Linked DNA regions of Mus musculus: region 2 is linked to region 1. The links are chromatin contacts, called in public promoter capture Hi-C maps. All regions are on one chromosome and are shown on one strand. The core of a region is the stretch at or near the end of the contact, and the rest is flanking DNA. Distances in the headings are between cores, read along the strand shown.

Region 1 (7,922 bases), core at 5,021-7,520:
GCATCTTCATCCCTGCAGAGAGCCCTGGACAAGGCTAGTGTCTATCTTAAATCTAGGGCGCATTCTTAAAATTCTAATGAGGTCCTGAAGAAATTTAGTGCAGAGAATTGGGTTCATTCTCATCTAACAGCTTTAACTCTTAGTACAACCCAAGGTATAAGAGCTGCCCCACTTAACATAACAAAAATAGCATTGATAAGATTACGGCGCCACGCGTAATAAAGCAGTTCAGCTAAAGATTTAACTGGGTGCCGTTCACAAAGGACAAGAATGATGGCAGAAACTGCAGATTAACTGTTGAATGGGTTACTTTCAAATGTAAGAAACATGCAAATAAAGACACTTGATTTTTTCCAAGACAGCTTCATTTCTTTGACTAGAATGTTTAACAGCTATGGGGATCAGTCAGAAGATAAAATTCTCTAACTGTCAACCACAATGCAAGAGAAAATAATAAAGACCCCAGATTGACCCATACCATAATCAATTAAAGTTTTGGGGGCTCGTTTCTATACCTCTAGAAATTATATCTTTTACATAATATGACAGAAAAGACAACTACTGAGGGCAGCAAAGTGTTAAACATTCCCCAGTACACTAAGGACCAAGATAAGCTTGTCTATTTATTCTTCATTTAATTACATACTTTATGTTGTTCCCATGTTGTTCCAAATCCTATTTCAAAGGAGGCATTCTATGACTTTTCTCTTTAAGAGTTCCGTTTCTCTCCCTGTAGGAGCTAAGCTTATTTTCTTATCCTTCATGTAATTGTAATGTAGCTACTTTGTGCTGCTCCACGCTCTTCCCACTCCTGTTTCGTAAGTGGCATTCTAACACTTGTATCCTTAAGCACTAAGAGCATCTATAGTTCTCTCCAGGTAGGTGTTGCTCAGCTCACTGAAACTTACTTTTTCCTTTTCTTACACTGGCGAACTCGTAGTGAATATTCTAGAAGTTGTCCAAAGGTGCTTAAACATATTAAGATGTATTTTATCACCACACTGAAGCTCAGACTTTATTTAAAATGAGAGCTAAATTCTAGCTTCTGCGTGTGACTGGAGAAGACCACAGCTAATGTCCCCTAACCACTTGTTAATTGTGATGATTTGAGCACAGCTGTAAAGAAGCTACCCCCAATTTCTAAGCCAACAGTTATAACAGCTTCTGACCTCGGGCCATTTGTCTCTCTTTAATTTTTTATTATTTGGCGTACGTATGATGGGGGTGTCCACATGCCAACAAAGCACACATCCGAGGACAACTTTAGAAAGTCAGCTTTTGTTCCATTTGTCTCTTTCCAAAAATTAATGAGGACTTCAAAAAAAATTGAGATACTTTTAATGTTCAGATTTTAAAATGAGAAGTCTAGGCTTGCATAAATGATACCAATTTTCCCAGAATTAACCAGAGGGGGAGTGGGGGGGGGGGCTGGTAAGCCTTAGAGAGCTGGACTTCCCATCTGCCCCTGCATTTCACTAGTTTTAGTTCAAGGGTAGAAAGAAAAATTTCTCATACACTTACACAATCGAGAAAGCAAAAGATATTTTAAAATATTAAAAGTTCAGCAATCTATAACTCAACCTGCATACTGTTCTGTTAGAATAGTGGGTCTTCCAACAATCACTAAGAATAAAGTGTGCAGATCCTTCGCACATTTCACTATGCACAGAGTATACATATTTTTAGGACAGTCTCAGCACAGTAAACATACCTAAAGGAACCCTGCTGCACATGAACAGAATCTACAAGAAAGGCATGGTAAGCACTAGGCATGTAAGGTGCTGAACTGAGCTAATGATTCTCTTGGAGACAATGTTTGTATGCATGCATGTGAAGCCTTTAGAAGGATGTTTACTGTCCTCTCCATCACTCTCCACCCTTGCGTGGAGACAGGTCTTTCACTGAAACCTGGAGTTTCAGGCTGGTCACCAAGCTCCTGGAACCCACAGTCTCCATCCCCCAACAGTGGGTGACAGGCACATGTGGTCATACCCACCTTCTATGTGGTGAAGGAGATGTCAACTCAGACCTTCTTCATTTACTTGATGAGTCACTTCCCCAACCACACATGATGCAACTTTTAAATGAAAGAATAATAAACTACGAAATGTTCAAATCGGGTCCAACAAGTACAAAACCCCTCCAGTTTCACCTCATGCTACCACCAGAGACAAGAGCACTGTGTGTGTACAAGTGTTTGGCCTATGTACTGGCTACTTTTGTGTCAACTTGACACAGCTGGAGTTATCACAGAGAAAGGAGCTTCAGTTGAGGAAGTGCCTCCATGAGATCCAGCTGTAAGGCATTTTCTCAATTAGTGATCAAGGGGGAAAGGCCCCTTGTAGGTAGGACCATCTCTGGGCTGGTAGTCTTGGTTGTATAAGAGAGCAGGCTGAGCAAGCCAGGGGAAGCAAGCCAGTAAGAAACATCCCTCCATGGCCTCTGCATCAGCTCCTGCTTCCTGCCCTGTTTTGAGTTCCAGTCCTGACTTCCTTGGTGATAAACAGCAGTATGAAATTGTAAGCTGAATAAACCCTTTCCTCCCCAGCTTGTTTCTTGGTCATGATGTTTGTGCAGGAATAGAAACCCTGACTAAGACAGCCTACATGACTGTCTGTGCACCACTCGTGTGCTGACTAATGTCTGGAGACCAAAAGAGGGCGTCTCCTGGGACTGTACTTACAGACCATTGTGAGCCACCACGTGGGTGCTGTGAACCGGTCCCAGTCCCTCTGGAAGAACAGCCAGACTCTTAAGCACTGAGCCATGTCTCCAGTGCCCACACAAATGCCATTTTAAAAATCTAAGTATTTATTCATAAACCTAAGAAGAAAAACTAGCTCAGTGTTTAATATGTAAAAGGAGCATTTGGTGTACATAAAAGGATTTTACTCTAGTACTTACATTCTTTTATCAAGCATTTGTTCAATCGCTCCATCATAAACAAATTTTAGATTACAAATATAGGAATACAAAAAATTAAATACTATTACTGACATGTCAAGCAACTGGACCATAAAATACCACATGTGAACAAGTAAAACTATTATTAGGCATTTTGATAGGTATTCTCTATACTTAGTACACTTAATCCTAAGAACAACCACCCCATGAGTCTGTACTACCAATTCCTATCTTATAGGGAAGAAAGCTGAAATATAAGTTATCTACCTACCCAGTTAGAGGAAGTATAGAAGGGACAGTTGAGGTTTAAATCAATACCCTTCACTGCACTATACTGTCTCTCCTTAAAGTCAAACATTCATCCTATAGAAAAGTTCTTTATTACTGAACTATTCTTTTAAAAAGAGACAAACTCACAGTTTTTAGTTCCATCAGGACTTGTTCATCCACTCCGTCATCCAGAAAAATGTCTCGTACGTCATTAATAACATCTTCAATCACAGATCTATACAATTTAGGCTTTAAAGGAAAAATAAGATTCAATAAAAGACTGATTTCAAAATGTTATAGTAGGCTTTGAGAAATAATTAAATAATTATTAAATACAAGCCATTTGGCCAACTATCTAAAATTTATTTTAAATTGTGACTTTAATTAAAGATACTACAATCCTAAGCCAGGCTTATCACTCTGGAGGCAAAGACAGGAGGATATCAGAGTTCCAGGCCAGCCTGATCAATATACTGAGACACTGTAAACTAAATTTGACAATGACAGAAAACTGTAAGGCTGGGCAAAGTAGTTCATAAACCAAAGTTCTTTATGCACAGTCAACACAAATTCCAGTAATTTCCTTGATGGTGACCAAAATGTCTACCATCATGATTAATAACAGTTCATGGTCACTCCTGGTTCCTACTAGCCCTGCTTGATTTAACGCCTGTCCCATCTCACAGCCTTTCCAGGTCTTAGATGTTGGGGAACTTTTTGTTCACAAGTCGTCTCCTGGTCATACCCAGCAGTCTTATCAGCGTTTGATTATACAAAAGCTACCTTGGTTTTTTTCCCTGTCCTGGTCTACCTTCAGGCTACACCACTAAACTCTATACTGGCCATGTAATTTTAAATTAGTAGGATCAATTTCCAGCAAACCAGATGTTTTAATGTTTCTGAAATCAGTTACCCTAAAACCCTTTCCTTGGAGAGTCCAACACTTGAAGCAGGCAATGCCCTTCTCTGCTACTATGTAATTAATCATTCAGCAACCAGCCTACAACTTAACCCATTCAGAAGCGCCGTTGTTGAAGGAAAAAGGGAAATGCTAAATTCTAAACTTCACTGCAGCAGGCTTTTGTCTTTATGGCATACAAGGTCATTTAGATCTGTCCTTTTAAAACAGTATTCCAAACTCTGAAACTGGCGAATTAGAGACTGCATGTAGCATTAGCAAGTGATTAATAAAGGTTCCTTTTAGAAGATGCTAATTTTTAGGCACAATATTAGGTCACCTAGGTGGATTTTTATACTAGATACCATGCTAGCCACTGGTAAAATTAAAACCACCACTTAATCTTTAATTCTTAAAGCTCAGTTTAGGCTGTGCCTCTACACACACATCAAGCAATAGATTGTGAGCACAGATCTCACAGGGGAGAGTCAGTCACTATTTCTTTGAAAAGCTTCATGCCTTGGGTATTAAGAACACACCACCAAACTCAAGTCCTCCTCCGGAAACATTTAATGTACAACGCATTTTTTTTTTAAGCCGAGAATGTTGACCGTATCTCCTCCAAGGGGGCGGGTGGGGGGGAGGAAATCATTTTATCTGATCTAAAACGATTTAAAATGAAACTCTTATAAAGGGAAGGGAGAAAGAACAAAACGAGGCTGCAATTCTGGCCTACTTCCCACTACAAACAAAGGCAGTACACTCTAGCGGCCACAGCAAAACACTCGGGTCCGTGACAACAGCCTCCCGGCTCCGGAGCGAAATCTCGGCGTGAAAGGAGCCTAGAAATAAAATGAGCTCCGCACGCCGGCTCCTCTCGCCTCGGGAGCACGCACCTCCCAGCCCCGCGCTCAGCAGCTCTCACTATTTAAAGCCGGATCTGGTGTTTAAATGGAGAGGCGGTGACGTAGGCCTGAAAAGCACCTTCCCATCCTGGCAGAGTCTATATTAGAGAGCGGCAATGGCTCTATATAAACAGGGCAGCCAAAGGGAGGAGGACCACAAGGCGCAGGCACTGAAAAGCAGGGTAAGCGGCCGCAGCCATGATGGATCGACCCGAGTCGCCAACGGTATAGTGTCGGGCAGCCGCAGGCTGCTCTGCGGCGTTTGGGACCGGGCAAAATGAAAAAAAAAAATTTTTTTTAAAAATAAACAAACAAAAAAACAAATATTGTGCTTTATTGTCATAAAAAGAAATCAAGAGATGGGGTGGCCTAGTGATCACATTGCGTTGGTGACTCTTTTAAAAGGTTATTTTTATGTGACTGCTTTTTGCAAACCTACGTGATCGCAAGTAACCAAAAAAAAATTTTTTTTTGCTCCTTTTTAAAAAAGGGAGCAACGGGAAGAAGTAGGCAAATCTCGAGGCGAAAGCGGGGACTCTTGGGCCATTCATGTAGGCTTTGTTTGTTCTGGTGCTTAGGCTAGTCGAAGATACCGCGGGGGTTTTGCTTCCCCTTCGCCATTTTACCCACTGGGGAGGAACCGAGATAAGTGCTTTCCAACCTTCATAATTTTTTTGTCTTTTTTTTTTTCTTTCTTTCTTTCCTTTCGGAGGATTAGTAAAATCGGCCCCAAAGGAGGCTCTCCCAAAGCACCACCTCCGGAGAGCCCCCGAAGGCACGCCCGGCCTCGGCGGTATCCGAGAGGCTTCCCCAGACGCGGGGCTCGACCCGCAGCCGCTCGCTCGGGGACTGGCCGGGTCCGGGTCCCCGCGTGGGGCCATCGCCCGCCCGTCCGCGCCCCGGGGTCGGCAAGCCAGGGCCCCAACGGCCTGCGTGGCCCGCCCCGCGGCGCTCCCGGCCCCCGCCGCCCTCCTCCCGCCAGTCCTCGGCGTCCCCCCCGCCCGGCCAGGCCCGCGGCGGGCAGCGGCGGCGGTGGAGGGCGGAGGGGACCCGGTCGGGAGCGCCGCCTCGCCCGGGCCCGCCCCCGCCCGCCCGCCCGTCCGTCCGTCCGTCCCAGCCAGCCGTTGCCTGCCGCCGGAACCTTCGCAGCCCCCGCCGGCCACCGCACCACGTCCTTACCACGGTGTTTGTGTTTGCCGAGTTCGCCATTTCCACACACAACACAAACAAGAGGGAACGAGATAGAAAGAAAGGAAAAAAAAATTTAAAAAAAAAAAAAAAAAGAAAAAAAAAAAAAAACAACTGAGACCCGGAGGGTGACCCAAGTCACCCGCCAAGAGTGGGGCAAAAAAAAAAAAATCTCTCAACAAAACCGATCCAGAAGGAGTAAGAGGCGGGAGAGCAGGAGGAGGGGGGCACTCCTCCCGCAGCTAAAAACCTCGAGAATCGCCTAAAGAAAAAAGAAAAAATGGGGGAAAAAATTAGCCACGACCCCTTAGGGGGTTAGGGGGCGTCACCCGCTCCCCACTCGGCGCCGAGGAGGGAAACCAACACCGGTCACCGCTCCCCGCGCCACCGCTGCCGCCACCGGCTGCAGCTCCAGCCGTCCGGTCCGCCTGCTTCTCCCCTTTATATAGCGAGCCAACGAGCTGCGCGAGCCGCCGCCGCCGCCGCCGCCGAGAGACAGGGCGGAGGGAGGGAGGGGCGGAAAGGGCGGGGGCAGCGGGGGGCGGGGCCGAGCGCGAGACACCGCGAGAACCGCGTGCGCACGCGCGCCCGGGGCGTCGCCAGGTTTCTTTTCCCCCCCCTCCCCCCCGCCCCGGCTGGGTGGCCGGGTGGGCGGGGCCGCGGGCCTGGAGTAAAGAAGGCGCGCGCCGCGGCCTTTTCCCCACCCCCCTATGGCTCGCGCGATCACGTGGTCCGCACCCTGGCGGAAGCGGTCCGTGGCGGTGGTGGTGGCGACCGGTTGGACCGGGAGGCGTCCTCCGGAGGAGGCTGGGGTATTGAGGGAAGCCAGCGATCAAGGGTACCTAGCGCTGCGTCGGGTGGACGCGCAGCCGCTCCGGTGGAGCGGAGGAGTGGGAGTAGCCGCCGAAGCGATAGGCTTCCCCGGAGGATGGCTGCGGAGGGACGGCGGGTCACGTGGCGCGGCTTCCGGCTCCCGCGCGCTGGGGCTTGGGACAGTTTTTAAATGCGGAGTCATCTTTTGATTCGTGAGCTTAGGTCGGATGAGGAGGAAGTTCGCGCCTCTTGCAAAGGACAGACCTCGTGAAGTTGTGTATAAGTCCAAAGGCTAGGAAAGCTTTGTTCTCCCTCTGTCTACTTTACAGAATTAGGGACGCCTGTAGGTGTTTCCAGCCGTTTGTCTGTACAAAATTAAACTATTAGGTGGTTTGGCTAAAATGCCCCAAAGAGTCAGCCTCTACCAACTCAAAAGTACTTTAGATGACTTCTTAGGGTGGTAGAAATGACGAAAAAAGAAAAGGAACTCGGATACAACTACTACATATTTGACTCCCTGACATACATTACTGCTCTGTTTTTAATGTTACCAGAGTGCTGTGATTTGCACACTGGCCAGCACACAGTGACTAACCACATCTGAAACCCATGCCGTTGACTCATCAACTTGCCTGGCCTGTCCCAAGAGATCAGGCAGAGTCTGTTGGTATCTTGGAGTGCAATTCATCGGGAGTTTGACCTGGGACGTGCAAGCAAATTCTGCCTTTGTATCAATATTTTACGGAACAGATTCCTGTTTGGTAGGCAGAATTTAACAACTGCCACTTTCCCTGGTCCTAGGAATATGGGGACAAAATGTAATGTGGACGTGGGCATTTTATGTTCAAAAAGCAATCAGACAATGTCATTCTATGCCAGTGAAGCCAGATAAGTGAAATATCAAAGACTAGAAGAGCATGGAAAGACTACAGATTGTTTCCTAT
Region 2 (7,507 bases), core at 3,181-5,680, about 17 Mb after region 1:
GATACAATCTATGGCCCTGCACATGTTAAGCACATATGAGAACTACATTTCTAGCCTAATTTCCATGATTAACCCCTGAATTCAACTCAGAACAAAGAATGGTTCATAAAAATGCATAACAATCAAAAAAGAAAAGTACTGCCTAAAGTGCTGAGAAACTTAAGCTGTCCTCTACTGTTTCTGTGAGCTGGTTAATTAATAATGTTTTCATACAGAGCACTGTGACTTGTCTTAAATGTTATGAAATCATCGCCTCACTTGTATTACTCCTCCATATTGGAGCCTGCATTAAAGGCTACTCTACAGCAGCACTGGCCTCAACACTTCATAATCTGCTAAACCTCCGAATCACAGTTAGGATGTTTCTTTCTGTCAGAGGTTTTTACTCTATGAAGCAAGGATGGATACTGTTTTCAACTCTCTGTTCTTCCTAAGAGATAGATCAGGGGGCTGGAGAGATGGCTCTATGATTAAGGCCATGCTTTGCTCTGCAGAGAATCCAAGTTTAGTTCCCAGTACCTACATTCATTGGTGGTTGTCTATAAGACTCAGCTACAGGGAATCTGATATCTCTGGTCTCTATGGACACCTGTACTCATGTGCTCAAGACCACCCATAACTAAAAATAAATAAAAGCTAGGTAAGTACTAGTGAACTATCTGTTCATAGCCAACCTCCTTTCTTGCCTATGGGCTACATGTTTATCAAAGCATCTATCTATCTTTGCCTCACAAGTATACCGGACTCAGAAAACCCCTTATCAAGTATAAAAGGACTAGGTAACTTCCATCTACACAAACTCTTTCCATTCTACCATGCTGAGGTGCCTCGAACACAAAGAGAAAGCAACTCCCTGCAATTTCACATGGCAACAGCTAAAGAGAAAGCAACTCCCTGCAATTTCACATCGCAACAGCTACGTAGTGAAATGTGGTTACAAACACTACCATCAGAATGTAACTGACGGGGAGATAGACAGACAGACATGAATATGACATAAAGTAGAGGGGCTAGCTGGGGAGAGGAAGAGGGTGAGTGGGAGTGGGAGCAGGAGTGGAGAGGTGTATGTTTATTGACATAACTGTATATGTATGAAAAGTCGATATGAAACCATTATGTACCCATTGAAAGACACTGTATGAACAAAGAAACATGGAAGTTAAATTATGATAAAATTCCAACTTTCCTTTATTTATGAACAATAGTCAGATTCATTCACAACAAGCCATTTGATCTAAGAGAAAGAATTTGACAAAGGCTGTACAAAAAAATAAATGAAATACTGAATAAATGGTGTTGGTTTACAGACATGATATGGAATGCTTCATGTATAGTCAGATTATTTTACCCAGATACAAACTCTAAACCTAATAATATATGTGTTGGTTTCAGGGGTGTATCTCTTTTGTAGTCCAGATGTTAAGATCTAAAAGTAAGACAAAGACCTCTAGCTTCTACAACTAAAAAAGTACTCCACTTTTTCCTGTCTAGCTCTAATAGTTTCAATTCTATATTGAGGAAGAGCCCAAATTATTTGAATGAATTATTCAGCAACTAAACAATAACCTAAATGCATGATCAGCAGGTGTAGCGCTGCACGCACTGCAATTCCAGCCCTGGAGAGACTGAGGCAAAGGACGGCTGTGAGTTCAAGACAAATCTAGGCTCCATAACAAGACTGTCTCCTGACTGATTTCACAAAGGAGCCAAATTCTTAGCTGTTACACAAATAGCATGAATATAGAGCTTGAACCAATCTCAAACTATCAAATGTAGAAATATGGTACAGTCAGATTTTTTGTTTTGTTTTTGAGACAAGTTGTATGTAGCCCAAACTTCCCTGTAACTTTGGGTGATCCTTCTGTCTCAGCTGCCTGAGCCCTAGAATTACAACCATGAGCCACCATGCTTGTCTACAAACATTTAATAACTGGCCTGATTTCACTCAAAGGAAGAAAGAGGCTGGGTCTGGTAGCACATGCCTTTCTTTAATCTTACTCAAGAGGCAGAGGCAGGTGCATCTCTGAGTTTGAGGCCAGCCTGGTCAACATACCGTGTTCCAGGACAGCAAGAAATATATAACAGACACACACACATCCCTTTTGTTTGTAGATGTGTGATAATATGCTTATCTAGTATACATGACTCACACAAGTAAATTCTCAATAAATTCAGCTTGGATAAACCTGAGGTATCAGGTTCTCTTTAACGGACAATTTTTTTTTGTCCACTCTTACCCCCCAGCCTTCCCACATTCATACCTTAAATGCATTTAAAGTACATTTCAGAAAAATGGGAAATGACAGCAATTTCAGAGACATCAAAGCTTCTGCTCATATAGGTGGGAGGAAAACAAATGCCTTTTTTTTTTTTTTCCCTTTTGTTTGGTTTTTCGAGACAGGGCTTTTCTGTGTAGCCCTGGCTGTCCTGGAACTCACTCTGTAGACCAGGCTGTCCTGGAACTCAGAAATCCACCTGCCTCTATCTCCCAAGTGCTGGGATTAAACGCGTGTGCTACCACTGCCCGGCAAGAAATGCCCTTTAAAATGCATGTCAATAATCATTTGTCTTCATGCCGAGATTAAGGGATTCAAGGTAAGATGTTGTAGCACAAATGTGTATCTTCAAACCTAGGAATCAGGAGCAGAAGAAAGTTTTGGGATAGAGGGGGCTATGTAGTTAACCTAGAAACGAGGTATTTCAGAAAACTATACACGTAGCCAAGGCTGGCTTTAAACTCCTGACTTACCTCCCTCTCCAAAGATTAAAAACCTGCACAAGGACACCTTGCTAAGTATGTTTAAAATTATAAGATGCCCAACTGTTTAAGTTTGGCCTAAGATGCATGTAATGCATTTAGAATACTCTCCTGCCTCAACACTAACAACTCCGGTAGATAAAAGTAATCCAGAATATTCAACAGATGAAGCTGACCGTTAAATCTAAGAAACAAATAAGATACACTTGGCTCAAATTTTCGGTTCTTGGAAAAAAAAAAGGCAATCTAACTTTATGTTGCTTTAAACCACACCTGGTCTATCGAAAGGAAGCACAGAAGAAACACTTCACTACAATGTATCTTAAGCAATTTGATGATTTGAACAAGGAAAACCTAAGCTGTTACTTATAATAGGGAAATCACAAAAGACATGGAATTTTCAAAGAGCTAAATGCAAAGACTATTTAAAAGGAATATTTTTAAATAGTCCTTTTCGGCAAAAGGAATGTTTATGAGCGAGGAATAGGCGAAGCCTGTGTCAAGTTATTCAAAGATAGAAGGGAGTTTTCAGAAAGCTACAATAGTGGAGTCGCTCGACAGGAGCAGCCAGACCCTTCGTTCCAACAGGCACCCAACGGCTGGGTCTCCGGTTTCCGCGGGTCATAAAAGAATAACGGACACACTTCCAACGGTGAACCCTAGGCTGCGCGCGCCGCTTCCGCTTGCCGCGGTCGCCTTCGCGCGCCGCCCACCGGCACGCGACCAAAGAGCCCGTGGCAGCACACGGTCGGCTACGCCGTCCGTGCCGCTACCGCACGAGACCCCGAGTAACGAGTAAAGGCAAAACGAACGGGAAACCAAAAATCAAGCACAGGCGTTTCTCGTCAGAGCAGACTTTATTGCGGCCACGCGGCCGCCGGTCGCACGCCCCGCCGGCAGCACGCCAGCCCCAGGCGCGCGCCCCCCTTCACCCCAGCTCGTTACCGTGCGCCTGGGTCGCGCGGAAAGTTCGCCGGCTCCCGAGGCGTAAGGCGCAGCGCCGACGCCCCACTCCTGTCAGCGACTGGGGCCCCGGAGCGGCACTTTTGTCACTGTTGCACCGCGGACGCCGGGGTTCGCGCGACGCCGAGCGCCGTAAGGCGACGGCGGCGCGGAGCTGACGTCACGCGCCGGGGGGGCCAGCCAGCGCGCGTGCGGGCCGCCACGCCCCCTACCCCAGCGGGGGCCCCCCCAATCGGGAGGACCCTGGTTGGGAGTAGGCGGGGCCCCGGCGCCTCGAGGGGCCCTGCGATTGGTAGCGAGGGAGGAGCGAGAGCCGGAACAGCGAGTGGGGAATCGGGGACGGGGCGGGGCCGAGAGCCCCGCGGAAGTCTCGCGAGGCCGAGCCGGAGCAGAGTGTGGCGGCGGCGGCGGCGGCGAGATCTGGGCTCGGGGTTGAGGAGTTGGTATTTGTGTGGAAGGAGGCGGAGGCGCAGGAGGCAGGGGGCAGCGTAACGCCGGCCCGGAGGGCGGGAGGAGGCGCGGCCACAGCCAGGGCAGGCAGCCGAGGCGAGGCGAAGGCAGGCGGGGAAGCAGGACAGGCAGCGGCCGAGCGAGCGAGCGAGCCAGCGCGGGGCGCACCGATCTCGGGAGGCGGGGAAGCCCCGCGGCCGCCGCGCCCGCCCCTTCCCCCGCCGCCCGCCCCCTCTCCCCCCGCCCGCCCGCTGCCTTCCTCCCTCTGCCTTCCTTCCCCACGGCCGGCCGCCTCCTCGCCCGCCCGCCCTCCCTCCCGCAGCCCAGGAGCCGAGGCCGCCTGCCGCGGCGGCCGTGGCGGCGGAGCCCTCAGCCATGGCCTCGGGCGACACCCTCTACATCGCCACGGACGGCTCGGAGATGCCGGCCGAGATCGTGGAGCTGCATGAGATCGAGGTGGAGACCATCCCGGTGGAGACCATCGAGACCACGGTGGTGGGCGAGGAGGAGGAGGAGGACGACGACGACGAGGACGGCGGCGGCGGCGACCACGGCGGCGGCGGGGGCGGCCACGGGCACGCCGGCCACCACCATCACCACCACCACCACCACCACCACCACCCGCCCATGATCGCGCTGCAGCCGCTGGTGACGGACGACCCGACCCAAGTGCACCACCACCAGGAGGTGATCCTGGTGCAGACGCGCGAGGAGGTGGTCGGCGGGGACGACTCGGACGGGCTGCGCGCCGAGGACGGCTTCGAGGACCAGATCCTCATCCCGGTGCCCGCGCCGGCCGGCGGCGACGACGACTACATAGAGCAGACGCTGGTCACCGTGGCGGCGGCCGGCAAGAGCGGCGGCGGGGCCTCGTCGGGCGGCGGTCGCGTGAAGAAGGGCGGCGGCAAGAAGAGCGGCAAGAAGAGTTACCTGGGCGGCGGGGCCGGCGCGGCGGGCGGCGGCGGCGCCGACCCGGGGAATAAGAAGTGGGAGCAGAAGCAGGTGCAGATCAAGACCCTGGAGGGCGAGTTCTCGGTCACCATGTGGTCCTCGGGTGAGTGCAGGCGGCGCGCCGCCGCTCGGGATGTTTTTGTTTTGAAGGGAAGCCATGTTTTATGTGTGTGATGGGCGCCGCCATCTTCTCCGCCCGGGCAAGTATGGCGGCCCCAAAAGATGGCGGGGGCGGCGGGCCGCGAAGATGGCGGCGCGGGGGAGGGGCGGCGCCCGGCTAGGCCGCAATGGCGTAGTTTGTGCGAGCGGAAGCGGGCTGGGGCGGCGGGCGGGGAGGGAGGGGCCAGCGCCCCTCCACGCCCGAGCCAACGGACGTGCGGCGGGGCCGGTTGAGGGCGCCGCCCCGCGCCGGACCACCCGCCGGGCGTTGACAGGGCCGTGGCGCAGGGCGGACGCGCGCCGCTCCCCCGCCGTCCCCCGGGGGCTGTCGGGGCCCCGCCCCGCTCGGCTCCGCTCAGCTCGGCCCCCTCGGACGCGAAGCGTCTCCCCGAAGCCCTTCCCGGAGCGGGCGGCGCATAGCCCCGCCGCAGCTGCCCCGCGGTCACGCTGGCCCAGGCCGTCGCCGCTGCGGGGCGGGACTTGGGTGGCACGTAGGGCGCTCGTGTGCGGGTTCGGCGGCCGTTGGAACCTGTCACCCGCGCTGCCAACGCGCTCCTCGCCTGATCGACCTAGAACGGGAGTTAGGGGAAGGAAGAGCCACAGCATTTCAGCGGCCTTTACGCGTTGTGAATTTTGTTTTTTAAGTCGTGGGCCCTATGCAGACAGACTGGGCTGGTTTACACAGCTTAGGATATTTGCCAACAAACTAATAAAAATCGCTTAGTTATCAGTATCTCTGGTCTTGTTTTCCCCCACGAAAAGAATAAAAAAAGTGGATAATTTGTTTTACTGATTTAATACGCCTTTTAGCGAAAGTCAGGAAGCCTGTGTAGGGCACCGAAGAGTTCCTTCCCCGCATGAGTAAACTCAAGGTAGAGCCCTGGAAAGGCTGTTGTTGACTGTTCACTTTATCCTAGTACTGTGTTAACAAGCTAGTCAGCTTTATTGTTAAGAAACTACTACTAGACAGAATAATCTCACCATACCTAGTTCATGTAGCCCTAGTGATTAAATTTGATGAATTTGAAAGCATAACTTGAGCCTTGATGTGTAGTTTATTAAAATGTTAAAATTTTGGGAAACGAGTGAAATAGATGAAAAGCTAATCTATGGTAGTATCCAAGTGACGTAAGCTTGATGGGTCTGTGGTTCAGGAAGGAGAAGAGCGTCCTATAGAAATCTAATAGGAAGTGCTCAGGGCGCTGTTCCTCGCTGAATGAATCCCTGGTTATTATCTGCACGGTAGGTTATCAGGAGCTGTATGCTATGTAACTAGCCAGTCCCTAAAAGTTATCCAGTGCCTTCAACACATTTTTTTGGTTGCTAACGGTAGTTTGCATGCTGAGATCTTTAAAAGCTTGTTTTTTTCACTTTTAATAAGAGTGAAATTAAGGAAAGCAGGTTTCGAACTTTGGATGAATTTACCACATTTGGAGTACCGAGTTCATTAACTATATAAAAAACTTACGTTATAAAATAGCTTGATTCAGATGTTTGACATTAGATCTTACCAAGTTGTTAGTTTGCTTTTCTAGACAGAAAAACACTTCGTCAAGTGTGGTGTTGATGAATCGTGTATGTTTAGTTCAGGGGAGAAAGTGAAGGGCCTGGCTAAGGTGGGTTAATTGACAATTTAGTTGGCATTTAGTCTTTACTTGTGTGACTGGCTGCTTGCTTACAAGGGCACGTAGAGCAGCTTGGGGGCATTTTGGTAGCTATTTCTTCAAACCCTTAATTGTCTAGTGTGTTACTGAGTAGTCTGCAAAAATGGTGCTTATCAATATTTGATGTCAAGAGCAAGGGATGGCCTATTTCCTCAGAAATGTCTTGTGGTAAATGATCCATCTTCCTTGCCTTTGTGGCTTGCACTTATTACCAAAAAGAAGCTAAGTGGTGTGGTCAACTAACTATGTGTGTCTCAAGTTCAGATTCTGCAAATAATTTAATCTTCAGAACTAAATTAAGACTGCAATAAGTGAAGAAATATAAACAGATTAGCTAAGTTAAGTGTAAATGTGTCTTGTATGTTGCTGTGGTAGGAATAGACTTCACTTGATCCCAGGCTTGAGTTGCAACTCCACAGTATATATAAGTTTATTAAATTAGTGCATTAGATTAATTAAACTAGGATGCCACAGATTTACATAAGCCTCAAACTTAGCAGTTCTTATAAAGATAGTATATGTGGGTAGTTTTTTGTTGTTTTTCCAGACAGGGTTTTCCTAT

The links. Promoter capture Hi-C pulls out the DNA fragments that hold promoters and counts their contacts.
Region 2: a contact with region 1 is called in a promoter capture Hi-C map of pre-B cells. The contact joins the promoter of Yy1 here to the promoter of Gtf2a1 in region 1. A contact is called at or near these places in 2 of 39 promoter capture datasets (liver and pre-B cells) and 1 of 484 Hi-C or Micro-C datasets (CD4 T cells).

Annotation. Positions count from the first base shown.
Region 1 is chr12:91,583,379-91,591,300 of GRCm38.p6, forward strand. Gtf2a1 (general transcription factor II A, 1) reads right to left here and starts at 6,271. Exons shown (of 9, transcript NM_031391.2): 1 at 6,157-6,271; 2 at 3,322-3,423. The coding sequence starts at 6,186.
Region 2 is chr12:108,788,867-108,796,373 of GRCm38.p6, forward strand. It overlaps Yy1 (YY1 transcription factor), which reads left to right and starts at 4,431. Exons shown (of 5, transcript NM_009537.4): 1 at 4,431-5,225. The coding sequence starts at 4,547.